7 separate regions of the Mus musculus genome follow, and all the other regions are linked to region 1. A link is a contact called in public promoter capture Hi-C data. All regions are on one chromosome and are shown on one strand. Each heading gives the region's core, a stretch centred on a gene start, on an enhancer-like site or on the middle of the called end of the contact. The rest is flanking DNA. Distances are from core to core; before and after follow the strand shown. Region 1 holds the start of Wwox (WW domain-containing oxidoreductase). Region 2 holds the start of Gcsh (glycine cleavage system protein H (aminomethyl carrier)). Region 3 holds the start of Tmem231 (transmembrane protein 231). Region 4 holds the start of Atmin (ATM interactor). Region 5 holds the start of Cmc2 (COX assembly mitochondrial protein 2). Region 6 holds the start of Adat1 (adenosine deaminase, tRNA-specific 1). Region 7 holds the start of Terf2ip (telomeric repeat binding factor 2, interacting protein).

Region 1 (2,793 bases), core at 81-2,580:
AAACAAAGTCCTTGTGGGCTTTTTCTCCTGCTAGTCAGCTGTTGCTGATGACTGGCTCAGCAAGTTCGAGACCACATCAGGACACGTTACCCAACAGATGTGGGTTGACCAACCCTTATCTTTTCTTCAAACTGACCAACTCTTAAATTAGGGAATGAAAACTCCTCAATGACTTAAAACCAAAGCCCTCAAGAAGAGGCTGCAATTTTTTCGGCTCCAGAGTTCCCTTTGGCTTTGCAGTTGTTTTCTCCATGTGTGTCTGCCCTGTGAACACGAGTCCTCCCCTACAGAGTGCCTTTCAGCCTGCTGACTGTGCCTGCTGCTGTCGGAGGTGTTGGAGACTTCTCCACTGCTACCTGCTACATTGCGAATTTCCCGCTTTTTCATTCTTTGACTGGCAGAGCCTGATCAAGACTGTATGAAAACCTAGCATTTTGTCCATTAAGTATCTATTTCTTAAAAATGAACAGAGGTCCCCAAGCATAGAGTCAGCTGCAGTAGCTCCCCCTATGGGAGCTACTATCCCCTATCACGCCTATGCAATTTTGCCACAGATACAGTCCAAGTAACAGAAAACGCCTGCGGGGCAACCTACTAGCCTCTCCACTGAGTGCCTTGTGCACAGCACAGATTCATTCTTGTGTCTGCTCATTTCAGAGATGAGGAGAACAGAAAAGTCAGGGGCTTGCTTTCAGTGGCCCAAGGTCACGGTTAGCAACAGGGAAAGGCTCTGTGGAGGTTTCCAAGACTTCCCTGGGAAACCACTGCGAGCCATCCAGGACATCTGCTTAAAAATACAGATTGCTGGGCCTCCAGATCAGGTCCCCATGGCAGGAGCTTGGCTTTGAAGTTTTCTCTATTTCCTCTTTAGAGGAGTAAGACCTAGGCGCCACCACCGCACGGTGCAGTGCCACCTAGTGAGCGGCAGGGGGCGTGCGGCGGGTGGCCAGGTGACGGGACCTTGACCCAGATCCCCTAATAACGGGGGACAGCCTGGGACAGGTGGCTGGCATTTCGGATGCGCATGCCCGCCTGGCAGGGCAGCGCAGGGTCCAGGCCTCGCAGGACACGGCTCCCAGGAACGCCGCTCCAAGGCCGCTTACTTGGCGTAGTACACCCAGCCGTCCTTGGTGGTTCTCTCCTCCCAGCCCGGAGGCAGCTCATCCTCACTGTCCGTGTCGTCCAGGCCCGCATAGCGCAGAGCTGCCATGCTGGAGACAGAAGTAGCCGCCTGCTCTCCTCAGCAACTCACTCTGGCTTCAACCGCGCCGCGCGCGTCCGGGAGGGGACCAGACCGCTCGCGCCTGCGCACTGCTCGCCCAGCCGGTCCGCGGCTGTAATCCAGTTTCCGGGTTTTGCAGCTACTGGCGGGAAAGGGGGCGGAGCCTGAGAAGAGCACGGGAGGGAACGCGGAAGAGATGGAACGGCCGTGGGGGGTGGAAGGAAAAGCAGGAACGGCTCAGAAACTGGAATAAGCTTCCTCAGCCTCCTGGAAGGGGCGTGCTTACCCAGTCATCATGCAGGACTCTGCACGTTGCTGGGCGACCCGAAGGCACTTCCTTATTGTTTTACCCAATCCTGAATGAGTCCCAGCAGTGAAGTATCCTGGGAAATGTAGTCCAAGCTCAACTGGACTATAAAGGGGGGGCGGGGAGGGGGGAAAGGTTCTGATGAGATTATTCTGAGCTCCAGTTTCGTCCCATGCCCTGCAGGTGTACAACCTTTTGACACTACGACATGATACTGTGACATGGTCATTTCCAAAATTTACACTAGAGAAGCCCTCAATCGAATATCCAAATAGGAAAAAGAAAAGAAAAATCTCACAATGCTTAAAGTTTAGGATTTTTGTGTTGGGCAGCATTTATTAGTATCCCGGGCCACGTGTTGCCACGAGCCTCAGGTTGGACACACCTGCGAGAGTAAATGTCCTGACTTGATACTATCCAGGTATTTTTCCATTCACAATCTGTGTTGTTTATGTAAATATGCCATTTAAAAAAAAAAAACCTACACTTGGAGAACTAAGTGACTCCAGAATTTGGGAGGGTAAGTCAAAACGATCACAAGTTCACAAGTTCGAGGCCAGCCTATGCTATAAAGGGAGCCAAAAATCGAGAACATGCAAATTCTCATGCCTCCAGATTCTCTATTAAGAGAGAATGGTCTTCCAACCATAACTTGGTTCTCTTGTTCATAGGCGGCACCTGATTACAAACTTGCAAAGCAGACTTTTAAAGCACCTGAAAAAAAAATCCTGGTTATAAATATCCTAGACCCACAATGTGAAGCCTACCTTCACAACAGCACTTAGTCCCTTCCCCTATTTGTTTATCATTTCTGGCTCCTGGAAGTTTAGCTTTGACTTTGATCTAACAAGGATCTATCTGCATGTAAACCCAGGCAAAGAAGATTTTTCAGGAGCTTGAATACGTGTGAGACAAAGCCAACACCCACAAAGTCATACCCTAAGGAGATTTTATGACCATCTTGTTTCTGTAAAAACATCTGCGCCACAGTAGTTATGAAATGAGGATTTTTTAACTATCCAAGCTTGTGCTTCCGAAGCTGCACGCCAGGTGGCGCTATCAGCCTGCAGTTCAAAGCCTTGGTTCCCAGCAAGGAACCTTTGAACCTGTTTTTTGTTTGTTTGTTTGTTTGTTTGTTTGTTTTTAATCGATTGTTTACTTTCTTCTCTAGTAGAAATTTGCAACAACAAGATGCACTCACTTTTGCTGAGTAAAATTTGACACCACTCAAAAGAAACGAAATGTGTGCAAGGGACACGGATTT
Region 2 (2,793 bases), core at 158-2,657, 2.6 Mb before region 1:
CTATCCATCCATCCATCATCTATCTATCTATCTATCTATCTATCTATCTATCTATCTATCTTTGGTTTTCGGAGACAGAGTTCCTCTGGTTGTCTGGTATAGCCCTGGCTGTTCTGGAACTCACTATAGACCAGGCTGACATTGAATTCAGAGATCTGTCCCTGAGTGCTAGGATTAAAGCTGCATGCAGCTACCAGGCTGGAATCTCTTCTTGAGGGTTGGGTTGCTTTGTTTGTTTGCTGGCTCTGTAGAGTCTTCCCTATAGGGCTGGTCAGTTTAAAGAAAAGACAGGATCACTGGCTGGCCTACAAGTGTAAGCCGGTCCTGATGTGGCCTTGAACTACTTGAGCCAGTCCCTGAGCAGGAGGCTGGCTGGGCTGGCAGGAGAAGAAACAGCCCATTTTAAAAGGTACCACCCGTTTTTAAGGTACCGGGCTTTTGTCTCAGCTCAGGGGGGTGTAGATGAAGCTGGCCATCATGGAAGCTCACCACCTTTGTCATCTACCAGAGTTTTTATCTAACTGCTACTTCCTTGCCACCAGCAGCCCTAGTTTGGCTTGAATGTCTGGTACAGCTTCTAGTATATATTGTTCCGCCCTTCCCCTCATCCACTGTACAGACTCTGGGTTCCCTGCCCCCAGTACATCCTACGCTTTTCTCTTGGCTAAGGGACACTGAGCCTTTTCAGGGAGCCTTCTCTCCCTCTCCAAGGACATCTGCAGCCACCTCAGGGTAAATCCTGTTTTGTCTTGGTGGTGCCAACCCATTTCCCTTGACAGTGAACATAAGGAATGGAGGTCCCTGACTTGATAACTCCGAGGATGGACAACTCCTTACTCGGAAATCCGCCTGCCTCTGCCTCCCGAGTGCTGGGATTAAAGGCGTGCGCCACCACGCCCGGCTCCCTTTTCTCTTTCTGTCCTTTTTCTTTCCTCCCTCCCTCCCTCTTTCTTTCTTTGAAACAGGGTTTGATGCCTAGAACGGTCTTAAATGAATCCCATGGGGGTGACCTTGTGCAGTTAGGCGTAACTGTGTGCTTTAAGGGCCTGGCGGCACCTCATCTTCCGTAGGACTTTTTGGCTTAGTGGCATGAGACTGCGTTAGCCCAGCAAAACCATCCTTGCTGGAATCTTTCTCTGGCCCCTGCAGCGATGCAGTTCAGGGCAACTCCTAGATTGCGGACTTGGAGCTTCTATTCGCAAGATTCTACTCTCCGCCCTCCAGTGAGGCCCCGCCTCCTCCCTGCCCAGCCAATCTGCGCCTCTCACACAGCCCCATCCGGGCCTCAGCGCCTCCACATGCACACGCCCCTCGCGCGGGTTGTCCTATCCGAAGTGGAACCTTCAAGATGTCCAATCAGAGCGCGCCTCTCCCGGGCTCCGCCCCCGGGCCTGGGTGCTCCGCTTACTCTGGACCCACCCCGTCCCCACCGGCCCGGTGGCGGAGGCGAAGCGCAGTTACCCTCCGGACCTCTGACCATGTCGCTGCAAGTGTCGAGGAGCTTGCGGGTTGTGGCCTACAGCCTGCGCACCGCCCTGACCTTCTGCTCGCCGCGGCCCTGTGTACCGAGCGCCGCCGCCGTCCGCTCACTGCGCACCGGATCTGCTTTGCTGTCGGGTAAGTGCAGGGCACGTGGTCACCGCTCCTGCCCGCCCTACTCCCAAGCCTCCTGGCCGGACCGACCTATAGCCCTACCCACGCTTCTCGCTCTTGGGATCCTGGTTCTGCGGCCTTTCTCCCTAAGTAGGCGGGAGAGTACAGGAGCAAACTTTGAACCCGGGGTAGAAAGGTGGAGCTGGGAGGGAAGGACGGCTGGACCCGCAGGTAAACCGGCCACTCGTGCCGGGCTGAGCTTGCTTTTAGGTGCACCGAGATCCTAAATGTGGGGAGCACTTAGGTTTGCTGTGGAACCTAACAGCAGTTTGTTTACGAGGAACTGCGAAGTGAAGTTAAGCAGAAACACATACTAAAATTTAGCAGAATGCATATACAGATGAATGAAAAGTCAGAGTAACAGAAATAAGCTTTTTACTCTCTCCCCCGCCCCCCGCAAAATCAAGCGTAGTGAGGAAGCTTTAGCTGTGAACTACAGACAGCAGGAAAAGTTCTAACGTCTGAGTCATTGATGTGTACTGGGGTTCAAACGAGCCTGGTTTGACGGACTGGAAATAGCTGGGAGACCTGCCCATTGTACGCGTTTGCACAGTTAGCTGGGAAACAGTTTTATGTGCAAGTAGTGGAGACCTTACTCAGGCAGCACAAATCGGAACGGCTGCTCTCAGCGAGTGCCGTGGGTCAGAAATCTGTGGAACTCAAAATGTTGATCACGTTATTCCTCGGTGTGGAGTGCCACGTTTCTTCCTTTCTTGCTAAAATTTCTCCAGTTTTTCACACACCAGACCGTTATTGACTGGAGTACAAGGGTAAAGAAATGCTCAAATAAGCAGTCCGTTTCAAACCAGGCATGGTGGGTGGCTTCCACCGGTAACCGTGTCAGCACTGCTGAGGTGGAGGATCGCTGTGAGGCCGAGGGCAGCTGGAGCTACATACTGAGTTCCAGGTATTTGGTTAAATATTGCCTAATGTGTCAATTCCCACGGTCTGCTTAACTACTCAGGTTCTTTTCATTTTTACCCTCTTTGAACTGGCAGAATTGTGCACACTTATTATGCAGGGTGCAGAGCCTTGTGCTTGTTGAAACACAGACATTATTCAATTCTGGTTTTTCCTCTTAGAGCTGTGTGGTCTCGGGCACAGTCTCTCAACTTCTCAGAACCCCAGTGCCCTGCATTA
Region 3 (2,793 bases), core at 124-2,623, 2.5 Mb after region 1:
TTGATCCTCTGGAAAACCGGCCTCTCCAGCTTACTTACATGTTACACTACATTTACTTATTCATTATTTGTGCATAGATGCAGATGAGCACCATGACAGGCATGTAGAGGTCAGAGGACAGCCTTTCCAGAATTAAGATAGATGGTGGGAGCTGGAGAGATGACCCAATTGTTAAGAGCACCGATTGTTCTTGCAGAGGACCTGGAGAAAGGAGAATTGAGGGCCAGCACAGGCTACATAGTAAGACCCTACTTCCAAACAGGTAAAAATCTGTCTTCCATGTTAAGATATTGGTGTTAGTATTTACCTAAGTGATCAGCTAATGCTAACTTTGGGGAAGACAGTATCAGTGTTTATAGCTAACAAAGTACAACAGAAGGAGCCATTTAGTAAAATACCCTTTAACCTTTTTTTTTTTTTTTTTTTTTCCGAGACAGGGTTTCTCTGTGTAGCCCCGGCTGTTCTGAAACTCACTTTGTAGACCAGGCTGGCCTCAAACTCAGAAATCCGCCTGCCTCTGCCTCCTGAGTGCTGGGATTAAAGGCGTGCACCACTACGCCCGGCCTTTTATTTTTTGTTTTTGTTCTAACCTTTAAATAATCAGGGGGTTTGTTTCCTGTTTTCTATCTTTCCTGCTATGGGGCATAGTGAAAGCATTAACCTTGAAGACAAAAGTACCTGGTTCTAGGACGGTGGCCTTGTTATAGGAATGTCCCGACTTCAGTATGAACCTCAATGGAGTTTTTGCATTGAAACAAAGTCTCCAGTATCTCTGGCTGGTCTCAAACTCACAATGTAGCTAAAGATGACCTTGGACTTCTGATCCTTCTGTCTTCACCTGAAGAGTTGTTAGTGTTACAGATGTGGGCCAAGGTGCCTGGTTTAATGAAGTGCTGGAGATGAACTCAGGGCTTCCTGTATAGTAGGCTAGCCCTCTACCAACTAAGCTACATCAACCATCCTTATGTCATGAGTTAATAGATGATCTATGGGGTGATGTCAACATCTATGCACGTCTGATTTTGTACAATTGACACAGACTTTGGTGAGTGAAAATATCATTACAGTTGCTTTCTTTTTTTTTTTTTTAAGATTTATTTATTATATGTAAGTACACCACTGTAGCTGTCTTCAGACATTCCGGAAGAGGGCGTCAGATCTCATTATGGATGGTTGTGAGCCACCATGTGGTTGCTGGGATTTGACTCAGGACCTTTGGAAGAGCAGTCAGCGCTCTTACCGGCTGAGCCATCTCACCAGCCCATACAGTTGCCTTCTTGAAGAGACGCGCAGGCACAGCACTAACACAGGACCCTCCTCCTGCTAGCTCCACCCCCTTCTAGAGGCCTGCATGCCTGCTATTGGTTCCTCTGCCCGCCGTCGGTTGCCGTGGAGACTCGGCGCTGCGGCCCTGCGCTCATGGCGCTGTACCATCTCTTCTCTCACCCAATCGAGCGCGCTTACCGCGCGGGGCTCTGCTCCAAGGCCGCGCTCTTCCTGCTGTTGACCACCGCGCTCACCTACATCCCCCCGCTGCTGGTGGCCTTCCGGAGCCACGGTGAGCCTGCCCGGGCCTGGAGGGCCACACGGCGCGGCCGGCGGGCCCAGGCCGGCAATCCTAACCTGGCTCCCCCCAACCCGCCTTGTCTCCCGCAGGGTTTTGGCTGAAGCGGAGCAGCTACGAGGAGCAGCCGAACGTGCGCTTCCAGCACCAAGTGCTGCTCGTGGCTCTCCTGGGGCCGGAGCCTGAAGCCTTCCTCGCCTGGAGCACGTTCCCCACCTTCAACCGGCTGCAGGGGGCTCACCTGCGCGTCCCGCTCGTGTCGGTGCGTGGTTCCCGCCCGGATCCTGGGGGTGATAGGATGGAGTGAGATCCCAGTTTGGGTCATTTGACCGGGTGTGAGAGCAGAGTCTCGTGTATCCCAGGCTTGCCTTAAACTATATAGCCAAAGTCGTCTTTCAACAACTGATACTCGGCCTTCACCTTCCCAGTGCCGGGGATTCGCTATGCAACGCCCTGCTGGGGTATATGGGGTGCTGGGAATCAAACCCAAGGCTTTGTGCTTGCATGCAAGGACTTAACCACTGAGCCACTCTCAGTCCCACAGCTTGGATCTTAAGGAGCCACGAGGGTTGGAAACAAAAGTCCCTTTGGCCTGCGCATGCTTAACTTTCTAGATAGTTTTATTCAGTTTCTCCAGGTTTCCCTAGAAAGGCAGCCGTGCAGGCACTGTGTTTGCCGGACAACAAGAGTCCAGAGCCTGTTTCTGGTGCTGGTCATTTTCTGAATGGAAAGGTGGCTGAAGAAAAAACCCCTTTGAGGGCTTGTAGGCGGAGTTCTGTACACCCCAGTACGCTGCTGAGTTTGAACATCACCAAGCTGTAAAGACAGAAAGTACCAGTGTTTTTATGCAGACTTGATGCGGGGTAGGGCGGGGCAAGCGGTGATTGGTTGAATTCTCAGGTCCTGCTCTAGCCAAGCCACGCCTGTCTGGGTTAGGCTTCTCAACTCTTTGCCACACTGCAGCTGTCTCCTGTGTAAGGGAAACATTTTACTGGCTGCAGTTTAGTGTTTACTTTCGCATAAATCAAGTGCTTCCTTACGGTCATCCCTTGCCGTTCATATAATGACATGGGCAGAGTGATGACTTTAACTAGGTGTTTGTTAGTAAATATTTTGTTTCTAACCTCCACCTGAGGCAGGATTGCCCCCCCCCTTCCCTGACCTATACAGCAAGCTCAGGGCTATTCAGTCTCAAAAGCGTAGCGCTGGCATGTAAAGTCAAAAGACAA
Region 4 (2,793 bases), core at 174-2,673, 2.5 Mb before region 1:
AAGGAGCTGAGGGATTAGGCCATGGAATTATTACAGGCACACTCACTCTCCACCCCCCTAAATCATGGTGAGAGAAAGAGAGAATTTAACATTTAGGATGAAAGAGGAAGCTTCAGGTTGGAGCCTGTAGTGAGTTGTGTTCTGGAACGAGGCTCAAACCTTTACACAGAACTTCCTCAGCTTGCCCCTGCTGACATTTCCTGACTGACCTTTCCCTGACATCACTGTTGCCTTTTGTTGGCCTTACTACACTTATTGGCCTTACTACAGAGTAAAACCTAAAAGTTACAGTTGGGGAGTTCTCAGGGGTGGGGGTGGGGGATGCCCACGGTGAATTCACCTGCAGGTCAGAGAGATCCTGCAACCCTCCAAGTAATGACTCAAATCTGACCAGGGGAAAGGCGCACAAAACTGCTTTCAGTGACTTGCGTTTTCCAGTTGGAGCACTGGGGGCACTGAGATCTGACGGTGAAAGGAAGCTTTCTACTGTAAAAGCTGAGCAGCTGTGACTTAACAGGTCTGGCATGGGGGCCCTAACATCTGATTTCCTCCCCCAAGCTTCCAGAGTATACCATGGGTTTGAAAGCCACCGTCCCCATTTATGTAACACGGAGAGGTCTTGGTCAGACATCCGTCATACCAGCTACCGGTGAACCTCCTCCTTACAGATCCACGGGAGAAACCTCCCTCCCCTCTCCTTCCTGCGCAGAGTTGATCTCAGCAGCCTCGTGAAACTTGCAGCTCAAGTGCCCAGAGTCCAACCCAACCCGCAGCCGCTTTTGAGTGACCAGGTAGGACCCACCGGCAGTTTCGTGGGAGGGGCGGAAAGCCTGCGGGGTTGCATCTGGGTGCCTTGGCGACATCACCTGTCGCTCATCCTTGGAACCTGAGTAAACAGGCAGGCTCCCCGAGGTGTTGTGGGCACGCCACCGAGAAGCTGCTTGCCCGGTGCGTTGTGCGCGCTCCCCCGCGCTCTCGCCGTGCTCGGTCGGTCGGGCGCAGGTGGCAGGGCACGGCGCAAACCCCGCACACCCCGCGCCCGCGTCCCCGCCGCGGCCCGCTCACCTGCAGTCGGTGGCTCTTGACGAGGTGCATGTTGAGCGCAGGGCTGTTGGGCAGGATCTTGCCGCAGCCGCGCACGGTGCACAGAATATTGGTGCGCACAGCCCGGGACAGCTCGCTCACAGTCGGCTGGATCAGCTCCCGGGCCGGTGGCACCGGGGCCGCGGCCCGAGCCCTGGCCGGTCTCGGCCGGCTGCCTTGCAGTCGCGACTCGGGCGGCCTCCACGGGCTAGAGGCGGCGGCGGCTCCCCGCGTGCTCGCCGGCGTGGCCGGGACACCCGGGGCCGGACCCGCAGAATCGGCCGCCGCCGCCTCCGTGGCCGCCATGGCTCCCGCACGGCCGCCAGGCCCCTCTCGCAGTGCCCGCCCCCGCCGCAGCCACTTCCGGCAGGGGGCGGGGCCTCCGGGCTCATTAGCATCCGGCCGGTCGGTGGCCGCAGCGCCGCCCGCCGGCCGCGGCGAGCGCGTGTTGGAGGTTGAAGTCCCATGTGCTGGGAGAACAGGTGAATTGGATAGGTTCCATGAACCCACACTTTCTACTTCCTAGGGACCTGAGCTCAGGCAACAGCTGGATAGAAGAGAAAGAGATGCTTTCAGGTTTAACCTTTTTTTTTTGACCGTTGATTTATTGTTATTAGGAATAAATTTTATATTGTAGACTATTTGATTAGCATGCTTAAGGCCCTGGATTTGATCGGTAGCACACTAAAAACAAAACAAAACAAACTTATCTTATTCTTTGAGGCCCCGCCTGGCCTCAGAATCCCCATATAATCAAGGAGTCCTTGAACTCCTTATTCTCTTACCACTACCTCCATACTCCTGGGGTTTTACTAAGCCTAGTGGTAGCGTTAAAGATTGAACCCAGTGCCTTAGACGTGTACTCTGCCAGCTGAGCTACAGCCCAGCCCCCACAGACTAATTCTCTCTTATCTCTGAAGAGGGAAGAGTCTGAGGTGGATCTAGTCGGCTGAAAGCAAGGTGTCAGCTGGGCTTGTTCTTCCAAGGATCTTGCCTTTTTCAGCGTCTAGAGGTCACCTGCATTTCTTTGCCAATGGGCCTTCCTTTACACCAAAATCAGGAATGGGAAGTTGAGTCTGTCACATTTCATAACCGACATCTATCGTCATCATGCCACCTACTACATTGGACCTGGGTATCACAGGGCCAATGGGCTCAACTGCAGAGTCCCTTTGCCTTGGGGACATACTCAGACTCCAGGAATTCTGAAGCAGGCATTTTTGAGAATTGTTCAGCATGACGCTAGGCTTTCTTGTTCAGATTCCAGGTCCAGATTCCTGCCAACTGTACCAGGGAGAGTTACGAAGTAGAATAAATACCCCAGCAAGTGCAAGGGCTTCGGCAGTTCCCATTCAGCCACTCATGAACCTTGTGGGCAGAATGACTTCTTTGTATGTGACTGACTGGTCGGGAGAGTGGTCAAAGGGAGCTAGTGGGGCTAGGGGGATGGCTCTGTGGTTAAGAGCACTTAATGTTCTTACACAAGACAGGTTTGATTCCAAGCACCCAAATGGTGGTTTACAACCATCCATAACTCCAGTTCCCAGGCACGAATGTGGTATACATACACAGATGCAAACAAAGCACTCATACAAATAAAATCAAACCATCCCCCCTCCCCCTTAAAAAGGTATGTATGGAGGAAATGTCTTTAAGCCTTAGTTAGGGTTTCTATTGTGATAAAACACCGTGACCAAAAAGCAAGTTGGG
Region 5 (2,793 bases), core at 118-2,617, 2.5 Mb before region 1:
CAAACAAACAAACAAACAAAAGACTTGTCCTTTTAAGTGGCCTATGGAGCCTAGCTTGTTAGGGCTGCCAGGGCTGGGGGGTTCTGATCCTAGCAATTTCAGTCACCATGAGCCAAATCACACAGCGAGTCTGGTCACCCAAGAACAATCTCATATGCACTTGACTAATGACTGATGGAAGAGTGACTGGATACCCACCCTAAGCGGTATGCACAAGGGAAGGATATAGTTCCACTGTCTGTCAACTATTAAACCAACACCTTGTTCGTGACAACATCTGAGAGCGTTTTCCTGATCCTCAGTGAGGTAAATTAGAGGAGAGTGTATGCAAAGCAGGCATTTCTCCTATCCCAGTACTGACCAGGCCAGATGCGGCTATAAACTTCGGAGATCAGGGCCTTCGGGGTGGGGTGCCCAATCCTTAGCACTTCCGAAGATTCTTAATTCTGAGTGATCTATCTGCACCATGCCCTTCCTAAAAGAAATGACAGAAAGGGCGTAACACATCAACAAAGTTAGCAAGTCTTTGAGTGAACTTTCTGCCCTGTTACTATTTCAATTTCTATTTTCTAGCGCTTTATTCATGGTAGCAGCTAAGACAAGGCTGTTGAATGTACACGTGACAATAACGATCCGGTAGACCCGCATGGAGCACAAGGAGTATAGCAACAGGAGGCATGGACAAAAACTGAGGCGAGGCTAGGAATTAGAGAGCTGACACCTAGGCTCGACGGAACCTAAGGATCAAAGTAAAGCAGCTCTTGAGCGGGCAGCCCGGAGCCTCCATGGCATAAACGCCAAGGGACATAAAACCCCGCCCCACTCCGGGCGGATATGACGCCATGGACGCTCATCCCGGCCCTCTTGGCCCGGACCCGGCCTCCACTAGTGTCACTCCTAGGCTAAGATCCCGTGGCGGAACTGCGCCGTGGCAAGGCCCCCGTAGATGTCTGAGGCCTGGCTCCTGTAGTCCTCCCGCCGCCTCCGAGTCCAATTCGGTGTCGCTGAGGCTGCCTTACCAGTCCACATCGCCCGCCGTCTCTGCAGCGGTTCCCGCCGAGGTGCTTTTGAAGCCGCCAATGGCCGCTCGGGCCCCGCCCACCTGGCAAGCCCTCCGCACTGCTTCGGCTGCACGGGGGGACGCGGCTGTGGGCGCCTGATGGAAAACGCTTTAGATCCCCAGAGTCGCTGTACTCAGAGACAGGATCATGTAAATATAATTGTTCTCCGTCTCGAATTCCACCTGGCAGTCATCTCTGTGTGCTGTCCCCGCCGAGCCCCGGTGGGATGGCCCTAGATCCCCCTCAGCATGGGACAGTGGACCGGTCCAGGCGGAGCGATGCATGCAGGATGACGCATGCGCGGAGCGTCGGTGCTTGCAAGTCCTAAGGGAGCTGCGGGCTCCGTGTCGGTGACTTCTCTTTCTGTGCTTCTTGTAGGGGCTGAGTGACGGTGAGTGTCGGGTGTCCTTCAGCCTCCGGGCATCTGGCTGCCTGTGGCGGAAGGACGCGGCTCTTTAGCTTCCCACGCCGCGCTAGGTTCACCCATGTCCCTGCCCTTGGACCTTTACTAGGAACACTCTTCTTGGTGAGCCGCGGGCATGAGCTGTCACACTGCTGAGATCTGCCCGCCGCTCGCTGGCATTGCGACCTTGGGCGCGCGCCTGGTCGAGTGCGCGTACCCTGCTGCAAAACTTTGGAGATGCGTGACACTGAGGGCGCATTGAGCTAACTGTTCTGGCTGATAACTAATCTAGGGAGCTGCCGTCAAAAGTTTCTTTACTGAAAAGTCACTGGACTGGCTGGTGATGTGGGTATCTGTAAAGATCCCCCACGGTACACTTGACAAGGAAAGTAATGTTTAGGGTCCGTTAGATAGGCTTCGAGGACGACTGTGAGTGTTTTCACAATAGATGTATTAGAAGCCTCTGTTAAAACTTCTCGAAATCAAACAAAACCCCAGGCAAGGAGGGTAGGATGGTTTGCTTCAATCTCAGCTCTGGGGAGGTGGTGGAGGCAAGAATCAGGAATTCAAGGTCACCCTCAGCAACATAAGGAATTTGAGGCTACACTAGACCCTGTGTTAGTAACAAAACCCACTTTAAATGTATGCAACTTTGCCTTGGCAAAGGGATTCTCTTGACATCTTTTCTGTCTTGTACATCCAGGCCTTGGTATTTGGTTGATCGAAGTGAAAATACGCCTCTCCATTTTCAGTGTTAAATGTCAACATTCAGCAGACATTTATTTCTTTTTTCCTCTAAAATTTCCCTGGTCTTAGCAGACTACTTACCTGCCTACCTGGCACTAGTAGGAGATTGTTCCAGAATGATGCAGAGGAGGCCTATTCTTTTTTTTTTTTTTTTTTTTTTTGGTTTTTCGAGACAGGGTTTTTCTGTGTAGCCCTGGCTGTCCTGGAACTCGCTTTGTAGACCAGGCTGGCCTTGAACTCAGAAATCCGCCTGCCTCTGCCTCCCAAGTGCTGGGATCAAAGGCGTGCGCCACCACGCCCGGCAGAGGCCTATTCTTTTGAGAAGCAGTTTTAAGGTGATAGTTGAGAAATGATCATGTGTGTGTGTGTGTGTGTGTGTGTGTGTGCGTGTGTGTGCGTGCACGCCTGCCTGTCAGAAGATGCTCACTGGAGTTAGTTTTCTCCTTCCACCATGTGTGTTTTGAAGATTGAATTCAAGTCCTCATGCACTTGCTGGCCTTAATTAGTGTGTATTTTTGTATGTGTCTGTTTTGGGATTGGGCCTGACCTCAGTCCAGCCAACCCTCATGCTCTATGTCTATA
Region 6 (2,793 bases), core at 113-2,612, 2.4 Mb after region 1:
AAACTGCAGCGACCACTGAAACCCCAGAGAGCACAGAGGCCAGCCCCTCTGTCTAGAAGGCACATGCAACTATGGTGTCTGCATCTCAGCAGATCTGGTCTGAGGGAGCGATTCCTGTGTGGCGCCGTCCATCTGGCCACTGCAGTCCAACCTCCACAAGAGAGAAGAACTAAAGAAGTTCTTTTTATTCCTCGTTACCAAATAAATCATTTCTCTCTTTACCCATGCAGTGTTACTTTTTCTCCCCCGGGCTGCTGGTCTGATGAGTGGTCTAATTAGAGCTCTGTCATTGTATTCTTTTTAAGATTTATTTTTATTATCAATTGTGTGTGTGTGTGTGTGTGTGTGTGTGTGCATTTAGAGTGCAGGTGCCCTGAGGCCAGAGATGTTGGGTCCCTTAGAGCCAGAGTTACAGGCACTGTAAGCTGCCCAGCACGGAGGCTGAAAAACGAAGGTCAGCCCCATGGGAGCAGGGTGTGCTCTTAACTCCTAAGCCAACTTCTCGGCCCCACCTGCAGTCAGAATCTCTAATAAATGTATATTAATGTCTGTCTATTCAGTATGAGCCATTGTGCTGAAATACTGGAAACAACCAGAGAACAAAAGTCAAGTCACTTCTTCCATAAAAATCCCTTTTATTTTCTTTAGGGCTTGAGTGCAGAGTTGAGGGAGAACCAGACCAGATCCAGTGCAGGTTCCTTTTGGCTGGAGGCAGACTTAGACTGCAGTACAGGAGACATGGCTCAGTGCTGCAAGGGATTGATGCTCTTACAGAGGACCAGGCTTCAGTACCCAGCACCCGTGTGTCAGGCAGCTTGCAACCGTGATCCAGTTCCCAATACCCTTTTCTAGCTGCCTTGGGCATTTGCATGCACATATGTGCACAAATTGACAATTGATACAGGCACACGCACATAAATCTTTTAAAATATATACATGCATATATGTCCATAAGACTGTATTTGAAGAGCCGGGCAGTGGTGGCTCATGCCTTTAATCCCAGCACTCCGGAGGCAGAGGCAGGTGGATTTCTGAGTTCGAGGCCAGCCTGGTCTACAGAGTAAGTTCCAGGACAGCCAGGGCTACACAGAGAAACCCTGTCTCGAAAAAAAAAAAAAAAAAAAAAGAAACGATTTGAAGAATAACAATGGGTTATGAGAGAAATGAGTGAGGGCCAGGTCATCCAAGCCCATGACTGAGGTGAGAAACTGTCAGAGGATCTGCTTATAGTTCTGTTCAAAATTTTGATGAGATGCGAGCTAAGTCGGTCTTTGCTGCGGAGGCGGCTTCCTCCCCTTTGCACCGTTCCCACAGACTACAAAGACCAGCGTGCTTTGCGGGCAGAGCTTGACCGGAGCGGCCCTCTAGGGCGTCACTTCCGCTGCGCAACCTGGTTAAACGAGCGTGGCGGTAGAGGGGCATCGCGTGGAGGTTGCGGCGCGTGGATAATAGGGTGTGAGGGACTCCGGATCGGCGTCTCGGGGTTAGCTCTACACAGTTGGCCGAGGGGAGGGCGGTGGGGGGAGACTGTGAGGACCTGTGTCCACTGCTCCCACGGGGAGGGGTCTCAGCCCTGCTAGGCTCTCCAGCCCTGCGGTAGGAAGGGTGGGAAAAGAAGTGTTTGTTTGTTTTTTCAACCTTTGCACTGTTATTTTTAGCCAAAGCAATACCTGTTGTGAGCTGCTTCGTATGAAGGAGCCCTGGGGTTGTAGAGATGAATTACAGCGGACCCAAAATATCGAAACGTTCGACAACTGCGTGAATGACGTGATGTAGTTTGGACCGCTTCGTCCCCTTGTTTTGTAGTTCTAATGTGTACCTCGAATTTAATGGCAGATGGCTACCTTCATAAAATAAACTTCTGTGATGCCTATCAGGAACTAACAGGATTCTGGGATTCCTTCTAGAAATACAAGACTTCTCTGCGTTAGACTTGAAAGTTACAATCTCTGTCAGCCCCTGCCAGAATAGTCATTACCATTTACTGCAAAATGTGCCTGCATTTTGCAGAAGTCTTAGAAATACCTTGCCAAAACATCGCATCAGAGCTCAGAAAAAAAACAAACTAACAAAAAAAACAATTCTGTTGTTTATTCTACAAATGCTCTGCCATCTCTAGCCATCGCGTGAGCTCATCTACGGAGCTTTTTATATAATCGACTGAAGTCGAGCTATATCCAGTGAGCGCTAACAGCCAAGAGTGAGAGAATTTCTTCTGCCAACTGTAGGCCTCTTTCAGATCTGATCTGCATAATGTTCTGTTAGGTTGTATGGAAGTGGCTTGGTGTGCCCGTTACATTGCTTCTCTTCTGCCACCAATACAAATTTCCCAGATCACCAAATGTTGTATCTTCTGAATGCTAATCACAGTATATAGACATTTGCCTTTTTAAGTATTTATAAGAGATGTTAAATACTAGCTAGGTGGCACGTGCCTTTAATCCTAGCACAAAGGAGGCAGAGGCAGGTGATCTCTGTGCGTTCCAGGGCACCCAGGTCTACAGAGCAAGTCCTAGGACAGCCAGGACTGTTACACAGAAAAGCCCTGTCTAGAAAAAAAAATGTTAAATACTATTAGTCATGTTTTAACAGATGTGAAAACTAATTACCCAGGAATCACACAGTTCATCTGTATTAAAACTGAGATTGAAACCTAGAAAGTATAACTCCATGCCCACACCCTTAAACACAGCTGCTGTGAGAGCTTTCAGTGAGAGACTTTGGAAATTTGCTGGAGTGAGGTAGATTAGAAACGGAGGAAAAGAACATTTGTCTCAAAAGAAACCTTGTAAG
Region 7 (2,793 bases), core at 182-2,681, 2.4 Mb after region 1:
ATTGAGTAAGACCAGAATATAGGCAATATCTTAAAATGAACGGCCAGGGGCCTTTTCTCAAATAAAAAAGATGGAGGATGAGAAGAAGAGGAGGAGGAGGAGGAGGAGGCGCAAGAAGAGGTGGAGGAAAAGGAGAAAAGGAGAGGAGGAAGGAAGGAAGGAAAAAGGGGGAAGGGAAAATATCTTTGAAATTTCTGAAAACAGAAACAGGTTACCCTGTTACCTCCTGGGTATGGTGGGTAGGAAGGGTAGAAGATTTCCATATATACTGTACTGTGTTCCTTTTGAACACAGAGCCGTTTTTGTAAACTAGTTACTGTTCCGTAGTCTCAGTCACTCCGAAGGCAGGAGAATATTTCAGGCATAGAGTTTGGGGACAGCCTGGGCGACACAGCGAAGAGACTCAAGTTCCCCGCCCTCCCAAACCCAAATCCATCAACGAACAAACATCCAGTCAACGGGAAGGAAAAGTTAAATGAAAAGACAAATTAAAACCAGAAAACAAGGGATAAGAGGAAACGGTGCACTTTCGCTTCGGACCTCAACAGAGAAGAGGGGCTGAGCTATGCCACCCACGGCGCCCAAAAAGACGCTCGCTGACAGGCAGGCAGCCCCGCCCCCCGGAGCCCCGAAGGTGCCGGCCTCACCTCCGCTATCCGCGGCCTCGGGGTCCTGCTCCGCCTTCCGTTTGAGCTTCTGGGAGGACGGGCTGACCGGGGCGTTCCCGAGCAGGTACTTGTGCTCCTGACCCCGTAGGTGCTTGAGGTAGCGGTCCTTGAGCGACTGCCAGGAGTGCTGCGTGAGCGAGCTCTTCTCCATCGCTTTCCACAAGGCATTGCCTGTGACCGAGCTGGGCGAACGGGCGTTCTCCTTCACGTAGGTCAGGATGGCCACATCTTCCGCGTCGGTGTAGGCGATGCGCCCGGTCAGGGGCTGCGGCTCCGGTTCCGTGGAGCCCTCGGTGGAAGCCCCGGGCTTCGGATCGGACGCCTGCTCCGTCAGGCCCAGCCGATAGGCCTCCAGGTCCAGCTTCTCGTTGCGATCCACGCAGTCTAGGATGTACTGCGTGGAGATGAAGTCGCCCGAAGCCTCGGCCAGCGCCTCCCCGGGCTGGGCGAGAAGCACGGCTCCGGGTTCCTGCACCCGACACACGGTGCCGCCGCCGTGCAGGATGAGCGTCGACAGCCGGCGCTTGGCCGAGCTGGGCCGCACGTAAAACGACATGGCGCTGCCGTCTTCTCTCACGAACAGAGTGGAGGAGTGAGTGGGCCCATTGGGGTCTTTACCCAGATCCATCGCCTCCGCCATACCTGTCGCCCCGCTGTACAAGTAAAGCGCAGAAACGACACCACTAAGACGGACTCTCCGCCGGAGGAGCCCAGCACTGCGCCTGCGCAGCGAGAGTCCGGCCGAGGGCCCGCCCTCTTTCCCGGAAGAGGCAGGACTTAGAGCCACGACCTGGAAGTTCTAGTTCTACGCTAGTCATAATTTTTTTTTTTCTGGGTCGGGCCAGTGGGGAAGATGGCCACGCTGCAGGAGAGTGAAGTCAAAGTGGATGGCGAGCAGAAACTAAGCAAGAAGTAAGTGTCGTTGAAGATCTCTAAGTGTCTCTTGTTGCAGTGTTCCGATGGGAAGTGCCTGGAGTTTTCCCGCCAAGGCGACTGTGCCTGGGGTCCCTCTTGTCTTTTCCGGTGGGTGAGCACATGCTGGGACAGAGATGCAGTGCCGTAGAACCTACAGCCTCCAGGATGCCCCAGGAGGATCAACTGCGTGGCTGATGGGTTCCCTGGTCCTAGCCGTAGGGACGAGCATACCTAGGGAAAGCCAGCACAGAAACCGGGAATGGTAGCAAAGAAAAGTGAAACTAACTTTTCCCTACCTTCTAAGAAATGCTCTTTTAATTGAACCACTCCCCCAACGGATAGACTGGAAAATGGTTAAATATCTTTGTTCTTAAAAGAAGAACCTTTACATTATCCTTGGCCTATCCAAGGTTATTCTGCACCTTGGGTGTTAAAAGGGGGTACGTTCTGAAACAATAGTGTACCTACCCATATGTGTCACTCAAAGGATCTGTGACACGGGAGCAAGTGGCCTTATTTAGCGGGATACACCAGGCTCCCTTTGCACTGCTGGGGGTATCTTTGTAAAACACTCCAAATCCCAGAATTGAGTAGGCAGATAAGATTACCCTCCCTTTAACTGGTTGCTTTTAGGACTACACTCTAGTCCACTTGACCCACAGAACACTAGCAATGACTTGAATGTCTTCTTAGTGCCTGGAACTACATAGTACCCTCCAAAGCTGTAGGAAATAACTAGTTTAAGCTGTCACATACCATGGCTGCTTTCGTTAGTACCCTAGCAATAAATAAATCCCCTTATTGATCCCCGAGGGAAATACCAGAAACCTTCTAGATAATAACTGGGTTTCCTTTTTATGGCTGTGTTTCTGCTTTGTGTGGTTTAGAAGGATTTTAAAGAAAATGTTTAAATTTATGGGTTGCAGGCTCCCTGGTTGGTTGTCCTTTGTGTGAGCAGTTTAGTGGATTCCTTAGCGGAGGATGGGTGAGTTTATTAAATCAGTAGTTGGAATTTTGAGTCACAAGCGAAAGAAAGTACCTCAGTTTTCAGGTAATTTAAGGAAGCCTTACTGCTGCTTTCAAGTCACTTTTCTTTCTTTCTTTTCTTTTTTTTTTTGGTTTTTCGAGACAGGATTTCTCTGTGTAGCCCTGGCGCCCTGGCTGTCCTGGAACTCACTTTGTAGACCAGGCTGGCCTCGAGCTCAGAAAT

The links. Promoter capture Hi-C pulls out the DNA fragments that hold promoters and counts their contacts. Capture Hi-C pulls out chosen DNA fragments and counts their contacts.
Region 2: a contact with region 1 is called in a promoter capture Hi-C map of pre-B cells, with 5 times the contacts expected there. The contact joins the promoter of Gcsh here to the promoter of Wwox in region 1. A contact is called at or near these places in 6 of 39 promoter capture datasets (the 3T3-L1 cell line, the C10 cell line, cranial neural crest and 2 more), 6 of 484 Hi-C or Micro-C datasets (CD4 T cells, the G1E-ER4 cell line, cortical neurons and 2 more), 3 of 115 datasets of contacts at active chromatin or transcription factors (astrocytes, large pre-B cells and pro-B cells) and 1 of 9 other capture datasets (embryonic stem cells).
Region 3: a contact with region 1 is called in a promoter capture Hi-C map of pre-B cells. The contact joins the promoter of Tmem231 here to the promoter of Wwox in region 1. A contact is called at or near these places in 6 of 39 promoter capture datasets (the C10 cell line, the SN4741 cell line, cranial neural crest and 2 more) and 2 of 9 other capture datasets (adipose tissue and liver).
Region 4: a contact with region 1 is called in a promoter capture Hi-C map of pre-B cells, with 7 times the contacts expected there. The contact joins the promoter of Atmin here to the promoter of Wwox in region 1. A contact is called at or near these places in 12 of 39 promoter capture datasets (the 3T3-L1 cell line, 3T3-L1-derived adipocytes, the C10 cell line and 6 more), 3 of 484 Hi-C or Micro-C datasets (B cells, liver and pre-B cells), 5 of 115 datasets of contacts at active chromatin or transcription factors (astrocytes, embryonic stem cells, forebrain and 2 more) and 1 of 9 other capture datasets (embryonic stem cells).
Region 5: a contact with region 1 is called in a promoter capture Hi-C map of liver, with 8 times the contacts expected there. The contact joins the promoter of Cmc2 here to the promoter of Wwox in region 1. A contact is called at or near these places in 14 of 39 promoter capture datasets (the 3T3-L1 cell line, 3T3-L1-derived adipocytes, the C10 cell line and 8 more), 2 of 15 datasets of contacts at CTCF or cohesin (large pre-B cells and pro-B cells), 12 of 484 Hi-C or Micro-C datasets (B cells, CD4 T cells, CD8 T cells and 6 more), 12 of 115 datasets of contacts at active chromatin or transcription factors (T-cell acute lymphoblastic leukemia, astrocytes, cardiomyocytes and 9 more) and 2 of 9 other capture datasets (embryonic stem cells and liver).
Region 6: a promoter capture Hi-C map of pre-B cells shows a contact between it and region 1, with 7 times the contacts expected there. The contact joins the promoter of Adat1 here to the promoter of Wwox in region 1. A contact is called at or near these places in 8 of 39 promoter capture datasets (the 3T3-L1 cell line, 3T3-L1-derived adipocytes, the C10 cell line and 4 more), 1 of 15 datasets of contacts at CTCF or cohesin (large pre-B cells), 1 of 484 Hi-C or Micro-C datasets (CD4 T cells), 2 of 115 datasets of contacts at active chromatin or transcription factors (astrocytes and large pre-B cells) and 1 of 9 other capture datasets (liver).
Region 7: a contact with region 1 is called in a promoter capture Hi-C map of liver, with 4 times the contacts expected there. The contact joins the promoter of Terf2ip here to the promoter of Wwox in region 1. A contact is called at or near these places in 6 of 39 promoter capture datasets (the 3T3-L1 cell line, 3T3-L1-derived adipocytes, the C10 cell line and 2 more), 2 of 484 Hi-C or Micro-C datasets (both in CD8 T cells), 2 of 115 datasets of contacts at active chromatin or transcription factors (large pre-B cells and pro-B cells) and 2 of 9 other capture datasets (adipose tissue and liver).

What each region holds. Positions count from the first base shown.
Region 1 is chr8:114,438,189-114,440,981 of GRCm38.p6, reverse strand. It overlaps Wwox (WW domain-containing oxidoreductase), which reads right to left and starts at 1,330. Exons shown (of 9, transcript NM_019573.3): 1 at 1,104-1,330. The coding sequence starts at 1,210.
Region 2 is chr8:116,992,112-116,994,904 of GRCm38.p6, reverse strand. It overlaps Gcsh (glycine cleavage system protein H (aminomethyl carrier)), which reads left to right and starts at 1,407. Exons shown (of 5, transcript NM_026572.4): 1 at 1,407-1,617. The coding sequence starts at 1,479.
Region 3 is chr8:111,932,393-111,935,185 of GRCm38.p6, reverse strand. Tmem231 (transmembrane protein 231) reads left to right here and starts at 1,373. Exons shown (of 7, transcript NM_001033321.2): 1 at 1,373-1,558; 2 at 1,657-1,826. The coding sequence starts at 1,420.
Region 4 is chr8:116,942,023-116,944,815 of GRCm38.p6, reverse strand. Atmin (ATM interactor) reads right to left here and starts at 1,423. Exons shown (of 4, transcript NM_177700.4): 1 at 1,066-1,423. The coding sequence starts at 1,389. It also overlaps a transcript of Cmc2 not described here.
Region 5 is chr8:116,920,010-116,922,802 of GRCm38.p6, reverse strand. It overlaps Cmc2 (COX assembly mitochondrial protein 2), which reads left to right and starts at 1,367. Exons shown (of 4, transcript NM_026844.3): 1 at 1,367-1,452. It overlaps Cenpn (centromere protein N), which reads right to left and starts at 1,063. Exons shown (of 12, transcript NM_028131.3): 1 at 1,020-1,063; 2 at 362-475.
Region 6 is chr8:111,990,871-111,993,663 of GRCm38.p6, reverse strand. It overlaps Adat1 (adenosine deaminase, tRNA-specific 1), which reads left to right and starts at 1,362. Exons shown (of 10, transcript NM_013925.5): 1 at 1,362-1,483. It overlaps Kars (lysyl-tRNA synthetase), which reads left to right. Exons shown (of 14, transcript NM_053092.3): 14 at 1-225. The coding sequence ends at 56.
Region 7 is chr8:112,009,997-112,012,789 of GRCm38.p6, reverse strand. Terf2ip (telomeric repeat binding factor 2, interacting protein) reads right to left here and starts at 1,431. Exons shown (of 3, transcript NM_020584.2): 1 at 648-1,431. The coding sequence starts at 1,308. Kars (lysyl-tRNA synthetase) reads left to right here and starts at 1,436. Exons shown (of 14, transcript NM_053092.3): 1 at 1,436-1,580. The coding sequence starts at 1,522.